Regions from separate parts of the Triticum aestivum genome. Here region 2 is linked to region 1. The links are chromatin contacts, called in public Hi-C maps. All regions are on one chromosome and are shown on one strand. Each heading gives the region's core, a stretch centred on a gene start, on an enhancer-like site or on the middle of the called end of the contact. The rest is flanking DNA. Distances are from core to core; before and after follow the strand shown. Region 1 holds the start of LOC123170083 (putative laccase-9). Region 2 holds the start of LOC123165554 (mediator of RNA polymerase II transcription subunit 6).

Evidence for each region. Hi-C and Micro-C count contacts between places; a contact is called where the count stands out from the background.
Region 2: a Hi-C map of leaf shows a contact between it and region 1, with 2.4 times the contacts expected there. The contact joins the promoter of LOC123165554 here to the promoter of LOC123170083 in region 1. A contact is called at or near these places in 2 of 5 Hi-C or Micro-C datasets (both in leaf).

Annotation. Positions count from the first base shown.
Region 1 is chr7D:130,140,472-130,147,379 of IWGSC CS RefSeq v2.1, forward strand. LOC123170083 (putative laccase-9) reads right to left here and starts at 2,767. Exons shown (of 5, transcript XM_044587926.1): 1 at 2,578-2,767; 2 at 2,285-2,436; 3 at 1,554-1,798; 4 at 221-1,309; 5 at 1-115. The coding sequence starts at 2,688.
Region 2 is chr7D:130,779,121-130,786,028 of IWGSC CS RefSeq v2.1, forward strand. LOC123165554 (mediator of RNA polymerase II transcription subunit 6) reads left to right here and starts at 2,497. Exons shown (of 5, transcript XM_044583222.1): 1 at 2,497-2,895; 2 at 2,994-3,168; 3 at 3,372-3,441; 4 at 5,404-5,513; 5 at 5,800-6,214. The coding sequence starts at 2,657. The coding sequence ends at 5,955.

The DNA.
Region 1 (6,908 bases), core at 1,517-4,016:
TTGGGAGGCGGAGGCATCATTTTAGCTTCAGGAGCCTTGCCATCCTTCACTATGAAGACGGTGCTCATTCCCCACACCACATGGCGATCAAAATGGCAATGCATGAACCAGACACCTAAAAAGAGCACATACACAAAACATTAGAGATTGGCACTTGATTAATTCGCTCCAACGAATTTCACAGGCATAGCCCTAAAGCTGAATATAAAGTTAAACTCACCTGGATTCGCCGCGCGGAATCGGATAGCTGCCCAGCCAGCTTTGGGCACGGAGACGGTGTTCTGGTGCGGCGGGTCGACCAAGTTATAGGTGGCCGGGTCCTTCTGCTCGTCAAAATTCCCGAACCCTCTCCCTACCACGTAGAAAGTGAAGCCGTGCAGGTGCATGGGGTGGTTCTCGGCGCCAAGGATGGAGGTGTCCTGGAACACCACCTCCACGACGGCGCCGTACTCCACCACCTTCACCTTGGTGCCGCGCTTGGTGGCCCAGCGCTCGACGGGGTCGTTGTCGACGTCCGTGAAGTTGAAGAAGAAGGGCGGCTTGTTGGGGAAGTCTGCGTCGAACACGCCACGGACGGAGCGGTAGTAGGCGCCGAGGATGTCGACGGACGGGTTCACGAAGCTGACGTTGTTGAGGCTCGCCGCTTGGCGGTTGCCGTCGGGCCCCCCGCACGTCTCGTTGGGTGCGCAGGGGAGCACGTTGACGGCGATGGTGACGAGCATGTGCTCGTCGACCTGCCTCGGCACGTCCACTGGGTGGTCCTTGCTGCCCAGGGACCGGAGCTGCGCCGTGTACGCCGTCGCTGAGTCGATGTCGTTGACGCCCGGAAGGTTGGTAGGGAACTCCGGCGGGGCCGTACGTCCCGGTGCGTCGTCCATGTATTCCACGATGGCGGTGGCGGTGCTGTTGTTGACCTCGATGTTGGGGTTGGACGCGAACGTCCTCGCGGCCATGTAGTACCGGCCGCCATCGCCGCGGTTGGCCTCAAGAAGCGCGTCCATGGTTTGACCTGGCGCGATCATGATGTGCTTGACGGCGAACGGCTTAGTGTAGTGGCCGTCGGTGCCGACCACGGTGAGGTTGTGCCCGGCGACGCTGAAGAAGAGGTCGTTGGAGAGCCCCGCGTTGATGATCCGGAGCAGGTACGTCTTGCCGTGCTGCACCGGTATCTTGTAGGTGCCGGCCTTGGAGCACGGGAACAGGTCCCCCGGCTGGCCGTTGATGGTGTTCGCGTCCGAGATGTTGATCTCGCCGCCGATCCTCTCCGCCTCCTCGAGTAGATGGTTCACATCGGCATTCCACCACTCACCTGCATGCATGCGGTCAAATTTATCAGGTCAAGGACATTCAAGCAACAACTTGGCTTAGTTATACTGTAAGCATGGATGAAATTAATGGAAGCACGAATGTATATATACTACTCCCTCCGATCCAAATTAGTTGACTTAAATTTGTCTAAATACGGATGTATTTATACTTGTTTAGTGTCTAGATACATCTGTATCTAGATAAATATGGGTCAAGTAATTTAAAACGGAGGGAGTAGTATATACCGAGGATGACGGGTATCTCCTTGTGTGGCTTCACGAAGGGGAAGGTGGTTCCGAGCTTGGGGTGGATGACAATGGCGCCATGGATTGTGGTGCGGTCGAAGTCGCTGTGTGCGTGCCACCAAAGTGTGCCCTCTTCCTCGGACAAGATAACCCGGTAGGTGAAGTTGCCGCCGGGGCGGATGGGACACTGGGTAATGTACTCAGGCCCGTCTGACCACGGGTTGCGTGGCTGGTCCACACCATGCCTGTGTACATATGTCGCGTTAGAAAATATTCCCTCCGTTTCTTTTTAGTCCGTGTATAAGATTTGATCAAAGTCAAACTCTGTAAAGTTTGACTAACTTTATAGAAAAATATATTAACATCTACTCCCTTCGTTCCTAAATATAAGTCTTTTTAGAGATTTCACTACAAATTACACACGGATATATATAGGCATATTTTAGAGTGTAGATTCACTCATTTTACTCTGTATGTAGTCTATAGTGAAATCTCTAAAAAGACTTATATTTAGGAACGGAGGGAGTACAATATAAAAGTTATATGATATGAAAGTTAATTTCATCATGCATCTAATAGTATTGATTTCATAGTGTGAATATTGATATCTTTTTCTATAAAGCTAGTCGAACTTTACAAGTTTGACTTTGGTCAAATCTTATATGCAAACTGAAAGGATGGTTATATATATGCAGTGAACGGCCAGCGGCCAGGCTAACTAGCTAACTTACCAGTGGATGGTGATGTTTTTATCGCCTTGATTGTAGACATTGACGATGACGAGGTCGCCCTTGCGCGCGTAGATGGTAGGGCCAGGGAACTGCCCGTTGACGGTGAGGACGGTCCTCTCCTTGCAGAGCCTTGTGTAGTTGCTCTCCTTAATCTGCAAAATATGATGAACGAACGCCACAAGCAAGTTTATGATATGCTGAGATGGCATGTGTACATGTTAAGAGAAATAGATTTGTCGAGGCTAGCTACTTAGGTATAGAAGATGAATGGGAATAAATGCAAACAAACGTACAAAGAAATCGTGGTAGCGAGTCTTGGCGCCCTGAGCAGGGCTAACGGAAACTCCCAGCACTAACACCGCCCCAAGTAACCAAAGCACCGCCGGTGTCTTAGCTACACCCATCGTCGGCCGACGGCCGTCGCCACTCACCGAGCTCTGCTCAGCTCGACCGTGAACCGTCGGAGATTAGCTAAGAAGCTAGCTAGCCACAAGTTATGCACGCACGGTAGCTGCTGCTTGAGCAAACCTGGAAACGAATGTGTGGGATGGACTGATGATGGCAATCCCAAGCAGACGCACGAGGTATTTATATAGGTCATGTGGGGAGGGGGACAGGATCGAGCCCGGTCGACGATGCGTGCGTGCATGGTTTCATATGATATGATTAGCTTCTTGTCAAATATAATCGGTAGAAAGAGGAGACGGCTTTGGCAGAAGCCGCCCACCGCGACGACGTGAAATGCATGCATGCGTGCAGTTACCCCTGAATTGATTATCGTTGGTTGGTCGCAGTCATGCATGCTGTCTGTGACGACGACAGCGTCAAGGCCTTGAGCCCTTCGGAGCAACTGCCCGCATAATTTAGTTTCAGTAGATTAATCTATCCAAGCACACGTACTTTTCGAAAATTAATCAGAAAATCAAGGCGAGCTTTTGGAACATGCGGTGGATGCATGCATCCATTCCTGCTTTTGATGCTATATCGTTGTTAATCCCTCCGCTCAGAAATATAAAATGTTACATTTTTTCTAAATTGAATATATGTAGACATATTTTAGTGTGTTTGTTCGCTCATTTCAGTTCGTCTGTAGTTTATATTAAAATATCTAAAACATATTATATTTGCGAACAGAGGAAGTAGAATTTTGACCACTTTGTGTCCATTTGTTTAGCAGAAATGAGCAAGGTAATCAACGCCTGTGGAAATGCAGGTCAAGCTGACATTTGTGGTAACCGGGAGACGTGATCAACTACGCAAGCAACACAAGGAAACAATCATGCATGTATGTCCGGCCGTCAAGGAAATACTAACCTGGACTGTCAAACCGCGGTGTGACCATTGAATATAATCTTGTAGGACGACCATTGAATATACAAAACAACCACTGACGAAGTTATGTGAGGGCCAACCTGGGCCCTCGCCCGCTGCAATGACCCACGAGGCGATCAGATCAAACCAGAGGTAGGTGAGGTTCGTTTGGAATGGAAACATCTTCAAGTTATGATGACCAAGCTGGGTTTTGCACCTGTCTGGATCTCTTCTGTGATAAAAATGGTGACCTCTGTTAAATTCTCAGTTCTGTTTAATGGAAAGAAGCTCGAGGAATTTAGACCTACAAGGAAAATTCGGCTGGGAGACCCAATCTTGCCCTACCTTTTCTTGATGGCAGCAAAGGGCCTTTCGTGCCTCTTAAAAAGTAAGAATCGGCCATCTCATATTTGTGAGATGAAAGTGGAAGAACCGGCACCACTGGTGAGCCATTTACTCTTTGCATATGACAACCTGTTGTTCGTCTAGGCTGAAGGTGAGGGTGCAACTTTGGTAACCTCGTTGTTGGACACTTATTGTTAGGCTTCAGGACAAAATAAATAAACCTTTCCAAGTCATCGGTATTCTTTAGTAAAGGATGTTCTGAGCTTATCAGGGATGAGATGAAAGGAATACTCAATGTCCATAATGAGAACTTGTCTAGAAACAACAAAAATAGAGCTTTCAAATATCTCAAAGAAAGTGTTTGGAACAAAGTTAAGGGATGGATGAAAACAATTCTCTCTTGGGAGGGAAAGATGTGCTCGTCAAGTTTGTTGCACAAGCAGTACCAGTGTACTCTATGTCCCGTTTCAAGATACCCCGTGGACTTTGTCAGCATACACTAAAAAAATACTTCCGTGATGATACTTGTTTGTCACAGTAGGTCACTTTTTCTGTCATGCATGTATATCCGTGAAGATTTTATGACCGAATGAAGATAGTCATGCCTGTGCTATTATAGAGGTGCTCCATGACAATACTCAATTTATTGTCACGGAAGTGTTCACTTCCGTGATGATAAATGGCGCGTCATGGAAGTGTTTTCGTCAAGGGTAACCGACATGTGGCATCCACCGTAATGGGTCGCCGTTAAGCTATCGGGTGTCGGTTTTGGATCCGATACCCGTTAACAGCCCGGACCAATGACGATTTTACACGTGTCAAATTCTCATTTGCCAACGGAACCACGTGTCAGCTCGGCATTGTGACATATGTGTCATCCATCCAATGGTTGTGACGCGCCAATGAAAAGCCGAGACATGGAACGGACCAAAGTGACCCATTTAGGTTAAAAAGGTCGGCCCAGCCAAAGGCCCACAAGATTTTGTCAGATACTAGTGGGCCGGCCCGTTAACAGCGTGCCATGTTTTGGGCCAAATTGCGGTCCATATCAGATCTAACCCGTTAAGAGCCCACTATGCTTTTGGGCCACTGAATGCCATGTTTGTATTTCGGCCTGTTAAAGGCCCATTGAACAGTTTGACCCATTTCAGCGCGATGTTTGTTTCGGACTGTTAACGACCCTTAGTGGAATTGGGCCGTTTTTGGTCCGGTTTCTGTTTCGGCCATTTAACGGCCCATGCTGCATTTGGGCCAATTTTTGGTCCGAAGTGACTTTCGGCCTCTTAACGACCCGTAATATTCGTGGATAAATTTTATCCCAACCCGACTATCGGCCCTGAAAGGATTGATATGGTTGACTATAGGGGGGGGGGGAGTGAATAGGCAACTAACAATTTTTAGGTTTTCTTCGCAAATTAGGTTTAACAACAAATAGGTTGTCTAGATGTGCAACTAGGTGAGCAACCTATATGATGCTAACAACAACAAGCACAAGCAAAGGATACAACACAACAATAGCTTGCACAAAGTAAAGGAAAAAGATAACCACAAGTGGAGCCGGTGGAGACGAGGATGTGTTACCGAAGTTCCTTCCCTTTGAAGGGAAGTACGTCTCCGTTGGAGTGGTGTGGAGGTGTTGGGAATCGTTGCATGGAAAACAAAAAAATAATTCTACGCACACACAATGATCTATCCATGGAGATGCATAGAAACGAGGGGGAGAGTGTGTTTACGTACCCTCGTAGACCGTAAGCGGAAGCGTTTCACAACGCGGTTGATGTAGTCGAACTTCTTCGCGCTTCAACGGATCAAGTACCGAACGCACGACACCTCCGCGTTCTGCACACGTGCAGCTCGGTGACATCCCTCGCCTTCTTGATCCAGCAAGACGTCGAGGGAGTAGATGAGTTCCGTCAGCACGACGGCATGGTGACGTTGATGGTGAAGTGATCTCCGCAGGGCTTCGTCTAAGCACTACGAAAATATGACCGGGGGTGTAAACGGTGGAGGGGGGGGGGGGGTGCCGCACACGGCTAGGCAATTGTCTGTTCTGTGCTAGGCGCCCCCTCCCACATATATATAGGTGGGAGGGAGGGAGGAGCAGCCAAAGGAGGCGCCCAAGTAGGAGGAATCCTACCTGGGGTCCCTCCCAAGCCGCGCCCCCTTTTCTTATTTGGAGTGCGGGGAAAGGCAGGGGAGGGTGGCGCCCCCTCTTTCCTTTCTCCCATGAGAGGGAAAGGCAGGAGGGGCTAGCCCTCCCCCTTTTCCTTTCCTAGGGCTGGCCAAACAAGGGAGGGGGCGCACCAGCCCCTTTGTGGGTTGGTCTGTCCCCTCCTTTGGCCCATAAGGCCCATAACTTGCCGAGGGCGTGCCCGGAACCCCTTCCAGTGACCCGATTCCTTCCCGGTACGTCCCAAAACACTTCCTGTGTCCAAATACCATCGTCCAATATATAAATCTTTACCTCTCGACCACTTCAAGACTGTTCGTCATGTCCGAGATCTCATCCGGGACTCCGAACAACTTTCGGTCACCATAACATATAACTCATATAACACTATATCGTCAACGAACGTTAAGCGTGCGGACCCTACGGGTTCGATAACTATGTAGACATGACCGAGACACCTCTCCGGTAAATAACCAATAGCGGAACCTGGATGCCCATACTGGCTCCTACATATTCTACGAAGATCTTTATCGGTTGAACCGTTATCACAACATACGTAATTCCCTTTGTCCATCGGTATGTTACTTGCCTGAGATTTGATCGTCGGTATCTTCATACCTAGTTCAATCTCGTTATCGGCAAGTCTCTTTACTCGTTCTGTAATACATCATCTTGCAACTAACTCATTAGTCGTTTTCTTGCAAGGCTTCTTATGATGTGTATTACCGAGAGGGCCCAAAGATACCTCTCCGATACTCGGAGTGACAAATCCTAATCTCGATCTATGCCAACTCCACA
Region 2 (6,908 bases), core at 1,247-3,746, 640 kb after region 1:
TTTCTACTTTCATGAACATTTTTTAAAATATAGGATTTTTTAAATGAGGGAATTTTTTTAATTTGTGAATCTTAAAATATAAAAGGCCTACAAATGTCCGCAAGCACTGATTCGGGAGCCGGCCATGGGGTCAGACCGGTGGGACCAGTCCGCAGACAATGATGCGGGAGCCGACCATCCAGCCACAGCCGCAAATATCCGGAGACATTTCAAATGGAATTTAACGGAAATAAACAAATTTGATGCAAATCTAAATAAAATGGACAAATTTAATTAAAACTTGGATTTTTTTAAACCGGCCGATTTTCATCCAAATCAAAGCACGTGCATTATGTTTTCGATATATTTGGACTAAACACTAATCTAATGATCGCCTGCGCGCGTTTCCCATGTCTGGCAACTCGTCGAATGACCATGAGCTCCGGAAAATGAAGCTCAGCCTTCACGAAGCCGGCAAGCGGCTAATCAGACGACGACGACGAGCCCGCCAAGCTTAGCTTCAACGGGAGGGGAGAAGTGGTGGGCTTTGTGGGACCCAAGCGCCGGCGAGCTTCCAGCTCTACTCTTCCTCGTTGCCGGTGGCGCCCGCGGATGTGCCGGCTTAGTTGTTGTGGCGGAGGGACGCGACCGGCGCGGAGCTGGCGACGTCATCCTCGTCCTTGTTGTAAACTTCATCCGCCGCCTTTGTCAATCTTCGTGAATGTGGCTTCTTTCTCTGCCTGCAGGACACGGTAAATCAAGCGGCTGCGGCAGATGTCGCGTGCGCAGTGGTAGGATAGGAGCAGCGCCTCCTGCTCGTCCATGTCTATGTCTGCCCCGATGCCCGTGGCGACGGCGAGTTGCTCCTCAACGCGTCTATGCTTGTCGAGAAGGTGGAGGTTGTAGGCCTGGTCGGTCTGCGCTTGCCAAAATATGGCCTCCCATTCTTCTAACACCGTGTCGATGTAGTGAGTCTGCGCCTCGCCCATGGTGATGCTGACATGGGACAATGAGGACGGTGGTGCCGGCTCGTCCGCAATGCTGGCCACCGGAGAGCTCGTTCGTCTGCCAGCCAGCGAGCAGCCCGTAGTGGCAGGTTGGCAGTGATCTCCTTTTTCTATTCAGATGAGAGGATGTCCCATAGGAAGGGCTTCAGAGCTCGAGGAGGCCATGGCGGTTGTGGTGCCGAGAGGAGATAGGGAGCGGAGGAGGTTGGATGCGACTGTTGTCGGGCCGGGTGTTTAAATAGCGGGCGGATGGCAGGCTAGACGGCAAGGTGGTTAATAGTGGGCGGCAGACTAACAGACGGGTGGCGTCGGAGTAGGTTTTTGGGCTACTGGATATGATTAATGGAGAGAGGCGGATGAACGGTTTGTCGTTTGAATGTGGACAAGGTCCGTGCACTAGGATACGGTGCGGACGGCGCTCACGCTGCTTCAATGCCGGCTCAAGTGAGAGGTCATGTTCGCTCTAGGCAACAGTTTGCCGTTTAAACGCGGAGAAGGTGCGTGCACTGGGATGCGGTGGGGGCGGTGCTCTCATCCGGTGCGCTGGTTCAATGCCGGCTCTAGTGAGAGGTCACGTCCGCTCTAGGCCGAACGCGACACTGACCGCTTCGAGCGGGAAAGGGCATAGATGAGGAGAGGGTTTTGGGTGGGGTCAAGTTGTCGGAGGCGTGTGTGGCATCGGTATAAACACCCGCAAAAGCCCCTAGTTTGCTTCCGGTTTGCAGGTAAAAGGACGTCCGAACCGGCTAGCGGACGGATACAAGACCATGTTGGATGACAAAACACGACTGGACCTCATGATCCAGATAATTGCAAACGGTTTAAGGATTCGCTTTAGAGATGGCCTAGATTATGATAAGTGTTGCACACACAATGCACCACTTGTTTATCATGCAAGTGAAGCCAAGGAAGTACTCCCGCAAAAGAAAAAAAGGAAGTACTCGTTAACCATTGATTTCGTTGAATACTAGCAAGATGCCATGCATTGCACGGAACATCAAGATGTATTTATATGAATAGTTTATTTTATGGGAGAAAATGATGAACGAGGGAAGACCTTATTTGCAAATGTGAAGTGAGATGTGAGTATCTTTTTGCAAAATTGCCATAGTTTCCTTCCTATCCGTCAGATATAAATTGGACGGCCTATATTGCAGGATGACAGGCACACCATCATCATTAACTCTGTTTTTTATAAGAGTAGATTTTTTTGAGACAATTTTATAAGAGTAGATAACCACACGAAGCTATGTGAGGGCCAACCTGGGCCGTGGCCCGCCCAGCGCTGGAGCGCTGGCGAAAGAGAAATTATACCTAGGCCCAGCCCACACCCTGATCGCACAAACTGCGAACAGCAGAGAGAAAAAAAAAGCAGACAGCACGCAGCTCGGCAGCAGCCCATAGCCCAAGCTCACGGCACGCAGCGGAGCAGCCGCCACCGGGCACCGTCACATAGCCGCCGTCCGCCGCGGTGCCGGCCAGTGGCCACCGGCACGCGCACCAGCCGCCGCCCACACAGCATCGCGGCGACTCGGCGAGTCGGCCGAAGCCGACCCACGACGGCACGACCCTACCGGCACACAGCAGCGGCGAGCCAGCGACCCAGATCCCGCATCGCCTTCACATAACTGCAGTTCGGCGCTGCCCCTTGGGGATTTTGTTGCCGGGCGATGTCGGCGATGCCGCTCCCCCCACCGCCACCGGCCGACGGCCCGGCGGCGCTCCCGCCCCCGCCGGGGACGGACATGACGGGGATCTGCTTCCGCGACCAGCTCTGGCTCAACACCTACCCGCTGGACCGCAACCTCGTCTTCGACTACTTCGCCCTCTCCCCGTTCTACGACATCACCTGCAACAACGAGTCCCTCCGCTCGCGCCAAATCCACCCCCTCGACATGTCCCAGCTCACGTAAAACCCTAGCTCCCCCTCCCCGCTCCTCCTCTCTCGCTGCCCAATTCGCTGGTAGCGAGGGTCACTCATTGCTCCGTTCCTTGTGGTGGTCGCAGGAAGATGACCGGGCTGGAGTACGTGCTGAGCGAAGTGATGGAGCCGCACCTGTTCGTGATGCGCAAGCAGAAGAGGACGAACTCCGAGAAGTCTGACGCCTTGCTCGCCTACTACATCCTCGACGGCTCCATCTACCAGGCGCCCCTGCTTGGCAGCGTTTTCGCCTCCCGCATAGTAAAGCTCCAGAGCCTTTTATTCTTTTTTTTTCCGGAAATTCTGCAGTGAGGTTCTATAGTTCACTCACTGACAACGATGGGAATGTGATATATTGTTGAGCTATTTCATTCGCACAATTTTTCAGTGATTTTGCCAACCACTGAGTTGCAGAGTGTTGGATTGATTAATGTTTCCCCTTTTCTGCTCCTGTGACATTTCAGAGTAGGGCTATGCATCACATATCAAAAGCATTTTCTACGGCATGCTCAAAATTGGAGAAGATTGGTAATGGTATGGTCTTCACATTTTATCTACTTCTTACCTCTTCTTTTACCTTTTTCTTACTTGAATAAACATCACTTATGCATGATGTAATTTTGGCCAGTTGTTGTATTGCTTGCGAAATATATACTTGTTACTTGTATTGAACATCCAGCTGATCTTATGCATTGTAGTTCTTCGTGACTGGAAAAATGAAACTAACAAGCAGTGACACATTTGGTCAGCATAATGCAGTAATTGGTTCATCATTAGGTTCACAAAAAAGTAAACCATATGCATTTTCTAGAGAAATTGAGATTTATACGTAGTAGCAAAGTTTCAGAATCAGCAGGTCCACCTAAAAGATGGCAACTCTTAAGTCATCTCTATTTTCTTTTCAGTGGTCCCGAATTTAATTCCTTATTCCTCTGTGGGAAAACTAATCCAAGTTCCTTTTTGGTTTCTTGACAGATTTCCATGGTTAAACTAATTTCAAATAGCCAATTCACCTTTTCTGTCCAAAGATTACTTATTACTCTGTTTTGACTGGGCTAGGGGTTCAGATTTGCTGAATATCAGCTTACCAGGAAGCCAGATGCTGCTCTATTTACTCAGTGATAAAGTTAATATCTGTTATCTTCTTCAGCCAAGCTTTAGTTTCTATCCTTGATTAAACCACTGTTATTCTCCAAAACCTACCAATTTCTGGAATCCTGGTACAAGCAGAATCCAGAATTCTGGGGAATCTGGTTTCTATAACATGGTTCGCCAACTGCAGTGAGCACTGATCAGTGTGTGACAGATGTTTATTATGCTATGGCATGTGCGACTATAGCTGGTGTGTTTGCAGCGGTGTCCTTGGCAGCCAGCAGTAGGTGGTGGCAGAAAGGCAGAAATTTGGGTTAAATGGCCGAATTATTTTTATTATGAATGGAAACGAGATTTTGAGCATAGTTGTAGGCCTTTTGCAACTTTTAGTCGTATATTTTGCAAAATTATGAGTTCTGCAGGTAAAAAATTATATGTAGGCATTTTTTTGGTTTTCTAAGAGTAAAGCTCCAAGAATTAAATGGAATACTAGCTAAATACCCGTGTGTTGCAACGGGGGCAACTTTATTCTGGTGCTTCGACGTAGGAAATTTTTGATTGGGTTGAGATTGAGATATGCTGTGGGGATGGAATCCATCGGCAAAGGCAAGGAAAGATATGATTTGATTGGGTTGAGATTGGGATTGTGTACGTACAACTACGTGAGTTGATTGTGTTGTTTGCTTGCAAGGGCTTTCTTGCTATTGGCAATTTATTTGATTTCTGTTTATTGTTTTGCACGGGATTTCTTTTCCCAGAAACAAGGAGGTGGGGGTCAGTTTGGGAAAAACTTAATGGGTGTTATCCCATGGTTTTGAAAAAAAATTGGTGGGAGGGGTGGAAGCGAAACCAACAAACTCCCCTTTAATATAGTAAGAGATAATTCATTATTTTTTTGTTGCCGGTTTCTTATATTTATTTCTCTCTATGTTATTGGAGTTTATATGCTTAGCTCTTCAAAGAAATTTGTTTTTGTTTGTTGGTTGGAAGCTACCAGAAAAAGTTTGAGTCCATGTGAACTGTCACACTGTTTGGAACAAAATAAAATTTAGTATTACAGAGTTTTTTGAGTGTATTTAGCATCGCAGATTGTTGATTAACTACTACTTACCTCAAATTTTGATAATCTGTAATGAAAGTTAGCACTTGGGCATTGTTCATGCAAGATCATCTGCAGGAAATTGGTTCCTTGCTGCTGCTGTACTTCACAACTTACATGTTCCTTCTGTTTATGTTACTCCCTCCGATCCATATTACTTGTCGCTGCTTTAGTACAACTTCAGCAAAGCTGTACTAAAGCAGCGACAAGTATAATATGGATCGGAGGGAGTACATTTTTTTTATTTACTGCAAGTTGCAAAACAAAAGTAGCATTACTGGAAATTTTTGTTTTGTTATTTACAGCGGAAACAGAGGCTGATGCGGCAGCTTCTGAATCAAAGGCCCAGAAGGAAACAATTGACTTGAAGGAGTTGAAACGAGTTGATCACATCCTCATGTCTTTGCAACGGAAGGTAACATCATTTTTAGATAGCAAAACTTATTCCCTGTTACTTGGTACATGGTGGTGACCATTACACAAAAGAAAGTTGGGGAGACATACGGTGCACTAGGCACATGAGATGTATTGATGCACCGTGTATGTCCCCAAGAAAGTTGTGTCTGATGCATCCTGGACTAACAGCGTTTGTTCGAACTGCATGCGAGTTCTGCTGCTGTATCTTACTCCAAGTGTGTTCATCGACCTGCCTTGTCAACCACTTGCTAATTACTCCAGACTTCTGACATATTTCTTGGCAGCTGCCTCCTGCTCCTCCCCCTCCACCCTTTCCGGATGGTTATGTCCCATCAGAACAAGAGAAAGGGCCAGATGATCTGTTGGCCTCGGAGGCATTGCCTCCTGCAATTGACCCCATCATTGATCAAGGGCCAGCAAAAAGACCAAGATTTCAATGAGATCGTGCCGTCGATCAAGTAAAACTACTGCCACACTAATGGCATGTTGTATTGCAAATGATAAAGTAGAGATTTGTAATTCCTGAGCTGGGAAGGTGCAGACCATTTTCTGAATGTACACTTCCACTTGATCCTTGATAGTCATGTAAGGCCAGTTTGTGGTTTTGAAACTCCTGAGGGCAAGTACATTGGTTGATAAGATAATCTTATTTTAAGTCTTGCATGTAATGTAGAGATGATCATAAAAGCTTGTCTACAATGGGTTATCTCTTAGATTTATTTAAGATAACGAGCTATTCCTAAAAACATGATGAGATATATTGTGTTAAGAGATGATCTCTTAAATAAGAGAGGAAAAACCTTTTCTTACGAATTCTCTCTCCTCCACCTCAGCATTTATCCTATGTGACACATTTAAGATAGTACCATTGTACACGCCTCGATAAACTTATTCCATTAGGACACAACAATATTGCTGGCCACAGCGCTTGCTACATCAACAGACCCATACATGATGGTCATCGGCCACTTTACCCACACCCAAAGCTGCTTGAAAATGAGCAGGCTTGTTACATGCTCTGGGCCTATATTGGACACTTTATATACTGGATAAAACTTGTCCCCAGAAGGAGTTTGATGCCCCTGGAAAGCTGACCCAGGGCTTGCATTATCATACGCATGGGAGGTGATGGCCTGCCTGTTTGAGTACCAGGCTTCTCAATGCCATGATGGTCTGCAAGCTTCACGGAGGGCAATTGTTTCATCAGCATGCAAGGCGTACGCAGCTTCTGGGATCGATCCTGCTGCAGCAAAAACTACGCTGCCATCGCTGGGAAAACGCCGCCTCTGTGTTCACTTTAATCACTCCCACCTGTAGACGGACACTTGCACCTATGTGTCCCCAACACGCCAGATCAATCCTTCCTTCAAAACCTAAGGCCAAGCAGGATACT